2 separate regions of the Mus musculus genome follow, and region 1 is linked to region 2. A link is a contact called in public promoter capture Hi-C data. All regions are on one chromosome and are shown on one strand. Each heading gives the region's core, a stretch centred on a gene start, on an enhancer-like site or on the middle of the called end of the contact. The rest is flanking DNA. Distances are from core to core; before and after follow the strand shown. Region 1 holds the start of Hrh1 (histamine receptor H1). Region 2 holds the start of Camk1 (calcium/calmodulin-dependent protein kinase I).

Region 1 (3,145 bases), core at 90-2,589, 1.1 Mb after region 2:
GGTCAAAGAGGGTCAGGGTCTGGCAGGGTTGGCACCCAGGTCTGCCAGCTGACCTGAATTCAGCCACCTGTTGCCTGGGTTCCTAAGGGCATTTCAAATGAGTCTGGAGTCCCACCTTCCAGGCAGGCACAGACAGGCTCAAGGTCAAGGGCTATATCGAGGTGCTTACCAAGTAAGCCCTTTGTGTAAAAGACATCATTAACTTGTCCTCCGCCCCTCTGTGTTAAAAACTTTGGCCTTTGGACTTGGGCTGGGTAGGCTAGAAGTGCAGTTCTCGGTGAGGACATGGTAGAAGCTACAAAACCTGCCCATCATCTATAAATAGGGCTGATGACTGCTTCTTTTTTCTGGTGTAGTTTGAGATTTAAATCAGGGCTACGAGGAGGGGACTAAGACATCCATACAAGTCTGGAACTGAGCCACACAGGGCTGGGCCTGCATTCCCACAACTACATACCACTGCGGGAGGATGAGCCCCTTCTAGGGGGCACGGTGTCATAGCAAAGAGGAGCCACTTCCCTTCCTCAGTTGTTCTCCCTTCCCTGACTGTTGCCATCTGAAGCCACAATTGAATGTTAAAAGGGTTTTCCCTAGCAAAGAAGGAGAAACGCCCTCTCCTAGCTCAGAAAAACAAAACCCAAAAAACAAAAAAACAGTTCCTTAAGTTTCCCCAACACACACACACACACACACACACACACACACACACACACAAAAACACACTCTCGCCTTCTCCTCTTAGCCGGCACAGGTTCCTAAGTGTAATGGTACAGTGAGAGTTGAACAAGGTCGGGATAGCTCAGCGCAAGGCCCTGAGTTTCAGCATAGCACTTGCAGGATGAGGACAGGAGGGAAGGAGGGAAAGAGGGAGGGAGAGGGCGAGAGCGCATTCATTCTTCAGGATCTAGAGAAACAGTGGTTGTGCGGTTCTAAACCTCCCGAGTCTTGGTGATCCGGATCAATCAGTGTCACTAATTTAAAAAACAAAAAACCAAAACAAAACCCAAACAAAACAAAACAAAACAAAACAAAAACCCAACTAGTCCCTTGGTCCACCTGCGGTTGAATTTGCGAAGAATCCTGTCAGCTCCTCCTTATCTGAGGTCTGGTCTGTGGCTCTGCGTGTCCCCGGGTTAGCATGCGGTGGCAGTGTCGGAGGGCTGTCGCCAGGCTTCCGATCCATCCTTGGCTTCTTGCCAAGCTCAGGGCTCCGCCACAGATGCGGGGCGCGGCGGTAGAAGATGGGCGGGGGAGGGTGCCCTGGGGCTGCTGGTGGGCGGGCCTCTCAGCGGCTCCTCCCCCGAGGCCGCCTCCGCGTGCTCCCGCCACCCCCGCGGCCGCCTCCGCCACCGCACCGAGCAGTCTGGCCGCCGCCGCCAAACTTTCCCCGGAGCTGGCGCGGGTGAGTCGGAGCGCAGCGCGGGCAGGGGCGGGAACCCGGTGGCGGGCGGCGGGAGGAGGGCAAGGATGCGCGCACGCCCAGCTCTGAGTTCCGCGCCCCCGCAGGGCGGTGGGGACATCCCGCAGGTGGCCGCACGAGGTGGGCGCGCCGGATGCTCTAGCGGCCTGGGCAGGGTATCGGAGCTGTGGCTGCTATGCCCGTAAGCACAAACACCTGTGGCTTCCCGGAGCTGGGGCCGGGCTCACCGGTTAGAGTCCGCCTCCGATTTCTGGGCCAGGGGGCCTCCTCAACGGCTCCCCGAGATTCCTCAGGGTTTGGCTTTGATGCTAACCGTGGACGCAGACTCTGGGTTGAGGTGCGATCTCCGTGCCAAGCTCCGGACATCCACTATCTCAAATCCTTCTGAATCTCCGGGACCCAGGTACTACTAGTATACCCACTTTACAGAGGAGGAAACTGAGGCTTGGGGAGGGAAAGTTGTCTCTTAGAGAACAGCCTTGAGACTGAATTGGATGAATCCAAGCTTCTTAGCTAGGTGGAACCCAAACCAGGTGTCTGGGTATGAGAAGCGTCTGAGCCAGCGCTCCCTCCTTTCCTAGCCGGCTTTATCGTCGTTTCCTGGCCGAGCCAGAAGACTTGATACTGTGGCCAGGGTGTGTTCTGATGGCAGAGAAGATCCTTGAGGGCTGCCTTTTCCCAGAGAGCGTTAGGGGATACCAAATTCTGCAATTTACGCCGTGTTGCTCTGAAAGTTAGAGTCTTGAATCAGAGCACAACTGATCTTTACAGAAGCCACCTTTGAGGCGCTTGCTAGCCTGGGCGATGGAGACACAGGGTTGCTCCAGGCAGGGTGGCTCTCCTCCGACAGGGGGCTCCCACCTCCAGACGGAATGGAGCTGAGGGAACTGGAAGATCCCCAGGCTGACTGCTCTGAGAGCGCGTTCTGTTATTGGGGGGTGGGGGGTGGGGAGGAGGAAGGGCAGGACCCTGAACCAGGGGTGAAGTGTGTTACTGGAACAAAAAGGAGAGAGTAGGTGGAGATCCGACACTCTTGGGGGCCTGAAGGCCACCGGCAATCCTTGGAGACAGAGAAAGAGCCCCCCCCCCCATGGTTATGAGATGGTTATGGATTAACATAGTTTATACAGCAGCCATGCAAGGTACCGTTATTGAGCGATAGGTGGACACTCAGAGAGGTTCAATAGATTGCTTAGAGTTGCCCAGCTGGTCCGTGGTGGAGTGGATTGAGTACCAACCAATCTTGCCTGTATCTTAAATTATCAGTGAGACTCAAGAGGCGGATGGAACCTCAGGTCCTTCTGTGCTGTGGCTGGCAGCGGTGGAGACAAACAATAGAGGGATGCTAGGCAACAGGGTCCGCAGCATCCCTGCTTCTGCCTCCGATGGGGCTCTGGGTGGGTTGCTGTCATTGAGTAGCTTTCTAGGAATCCCTGCTCCGCCCATGTTGATACCCTGCTGTATCTCAGGACTTGCTGGACCTTCCATCAGGGCCACCTAGCTGCCCCCAGAACGTTGCTCCTGGTGGAAGACAGGGTTTGACTGATGCTGTTTTGAAATATGTCAAAGACCCGCAAAACCTGGGTATTCCCCATTTATGATTTCAGAGCCGTGCTGCCTGCCACGATCCTAGCACCCCTCCCCCAACACTGGGCAGTCGTGGCCTGCACGGGGTCCCCAGCCCTGAGCTGAGGGTTGTGGGGAGGCATTTGTGAGTGAACTCTC
Region 2 (3,078 bases), core at 106-2,605:
CCTCCTGGAGGGGACCTATCTTGGACCTTTCCCTAGACAGCTCTGTGTCATCTTACAAGAAAGGGTGGGTTCTCTCCCCATGTATCATGTGAGAAATCTCGGAAACTGAGGTTGGAGATGGATAGAATGAGTCCAGAGTTGCCCAAGAGAGTCCCAGCTAAGCTTGCTAAGGACAAAGGGTGTCATGTGTTGGTCCAGTAGGAGACTACTAGACTGGGGGAATCATTCAGAAAAGTCAACATCTCAGAATCAACTGAGTTTGAAGCCAGAACAGAGCCCCTCATGCCCTAGAGCTCTGGGAAAGCAACCTCCTGGTTCCTTTGGGAAGAATGAAGAGAAGGCACCCTGACCAGAACTGAGAGTCCACTCCTTGAGTGGGACCTTGTTCCCAGAGCATTGGCCAGCATCCCAGGTTTTCTGATGAAAGAGGCAATGGTAAATCCATGTAAAGTCAAACCCACATGGATGCCAGCACTAATGACCCTCACAGTTCCACACCCTGCAGCAGACACCACTCCACATCAGCAGTACATGAATCTTGAGTCCAGACACCTTCCTGCTAGATCCATCACACTGCACACCACGTCACCTGGTTGTGCACATATGCCCAGCATCAACACACGTTCATATACACCACTCACACCTACCTGTCCATCCAAAACACCCAGACCCTACACTGCAGTACTGATTCCATGCACACACGAACAAGGTGGCATCCGTTCCCACATACCAGACATAGCAACTTAGTCCTGTCTATGCCCTCCAACTCCTCAGCCCAGAGCCCTACACAGCAAACCAAGCCTTAACAATCTGCCTAACTAAACCCCCTCAGAGGAAGACCAAACCTCCCCTGAACTCTACCCCGCAAGCCAGACAGCAGTGTGTGTGTATCCTTGAACACCATATGCAACAACAAAAATGAATTCCCAGATACCTTTACACAACTGAAGCACATTCCTGCTTCAGGGAACCCCTCACATGCCCTCCCCGATCTACTCTTCCAAATGCCCACGCCCTTCCATGGTCAGGCCTAGCGCTTGGACATACACCACACACACACAGACCCTTCCCCACCCTTTTCTGATATCCAGGCAATATCCATGGAGGTCACCTAGCACCTAAAGGGCCTGGGACGGGAGGTGGGAGAGAAAGGCCCAGCCCTGTTCCGTCTGTCTGTCCAGGGGCCAGGCGCCCCTCCCACCCTTGGGCTTCAGTATCTTGTGGCTGGAGCGCCCCGCTGCACAGAGCCGGGGCAACCCTCAGTTGTACCTGCGGCTGCCCCGCCTCGGGGCTGGCTGCGAGGGCCGAGGTGGCTGGTGCGGAGCTCCCGCCGCGTCTGTGCCTGGTCAGTTTGCCTGCTCAGTCGCTGGCGCTCGGCTGGGGCTCGGCTCCCTCGGCCCGCCTGCGGCTCTGATGTCAATGGAGGAGGAGCCTGCGGCAGAGGACCTGGGGACTAGGGACGAGCACTCTCGGACTGGAGAAGTGGGCCCAGTTGTTCTGTTACAGGCCCTATAGCATGCTTATGTGCCCTTTGGTCGTCAGCAGGAGACAAGTGAGAGCCACAGATGGTCTTGAAATCAGCACTTAGTTAGAAGCAGATGATTTTTGAACCAATATTTATGAGATGCCAGAGGCTGGCCAGCTTGAACCTGGCATTGTTTTCAAAACAGTTCTGGGACCTGCCTTAGAGTTCTTAGTCTCCTTCTCCTCCTCTCCTCACCTTCCATTTAAAAGGAGCTGGACCTATGCAAGACTCAGAAGACTAGTAAGGGGCTGATGAAAAGCTGTAAGGTCCCATTTAATAGGCAGATAAACTGAGGACCTACACCAGCAAAACAGAGCTAAGGCTTCTATCCCACACACTTTCAGGTACTGCTCAAAGAGACTAGGGAAGAGAAGTGGAAGGGGGAGATGCAGTTAAATCTGGATCCTTAAGGAAGCAAGCCAAAGAGGACCAAAGTGCCATGTGACCGTGGCTGGGAGCCAGGGTGGGGAGGGTGGAGCATATCCCTTCCTGGGGCTCTAGGCTTGGGGCCAAGGGACCTGACCCGACTTGGTTTATGCAAGGCTCTTTGGGACTAAATTGAGCTCAGACTAGAAGGGGAATCAACTGGCAGGAATTAGAGGTAGGTCTGCCCTGGAGCCAGGCAAAGGACGCAACCTGGCCTGTCTAGGGCAGCTCTCCCTCCTGAGTTCAACCTCTGTTTCTCCCAGTTTGGCCCTCCTCTGTCCTGGAGTGGTCAGGCCTCAGAAGACTAAGCTAAGATGCTAGAAAGGTTTTGAAGTCAACCACCTCCCTTTCTGCTCTCCCTTTCTGAGCCTCAGTTTCTTCCCTGAGACATGGACTTATTAACGACTGACTCTAAGTTTTCTTGAGAGTTCTGTGTAGTGGGTGTGCAAGTACTTAGAACACTAGTTCAAAACAAGCTGGTGTGGTGTCTGACACAATCTTAGCACTTCAGAAGCAGAGATAGGTGCATTGTGAAATGTTCTAAGCAAGCCGGTGGTGAGGTTCTCCTTCAAGGGGAGGAGGAAGAAAAGACAAAACAGGAGGATTCGGGGATGGTTCAGTGGGCGAGCGGCTCAAGGACAAGACCTGAGTTCAAATACTCAGAGCCTGTGTAAGAAGCTGGAGGGGGCTGTGTGCCTCTGTAACCCCAGAACTGAGGGGGAGCATGCCACCAGCCTAGCCCCAGGTTCAGAGAGGGGTGCTGTACAAGGGAGTAAGGTGGGGAGTGATAGATCAAGACATTTGACATCCTCCTCTGGCTGCCATAGACTTGCACACTCACATACACAAGTACATAAACAAAACAAAGTAAAACATGAGAAAAAGATTTCATATAAACCAGGGCTCACAGGAAAAGCAAGATTTGACGAGGGTCAGAGACTAAGAGGTGTTTTCTTCCCTCACATCTCAGAATCTCAGATTCCTAACCCACTTCTGACCTAGGACCACACCTCTAGTCTCCTCACCACCCATTCAACATACTATTGAGCCAGGGAGTTGTGTCAGTACAGTTTTGTGTTTATCTCTATGACAACACTACTGGGTGATAGTGTCCCTCTGAAGACTAG

The links. Promoter capture Hi-C pulls out the DNA fragments that hold promoters and counts their contacts.
Region 1: a contact with region 2 is called in a promoter capture Hi-C map of embryonic stem cells, with 4 times the contacts expected there. The contact joins the promoter of Hrh1 here to the promoter of Camk1 in region 2. A contact is called at or near these places in 1 of 39 promoter capture datasets (embryonic stem cells) and 1 of 115 datasets of contacts at active chromatin or transcription factors (pancreatic cancer cells).

What each region holds. Positions count from the first base shown.
Region 1 is chr6:114,396,597-114,399,741 of GRCm38.p6, forward strand. It overlaps Hrh1 (histamine receptor H1), which reads left to right and starts at 1,340. Exons shown (of 2, transcript NM_001317125.1): 1 at 1,340-1,402. It overlaps Gm38875 (a long non-coding RNA gene), which reads right to left and starts at 1,155. Exons shown (of 3, transcript XR_869365.2): 1 at 1,057-1,155.
Region 2 is chr6:113,342,567-113,345,644 of GRCm38.p6, forward strand. Camk1 (calcium/calmodulin-dependent protein kinase I) reads right to left here and starts at 1,356. Exons shown (of 12, transcript NM_133926.2): 1 at 1,270-1,356.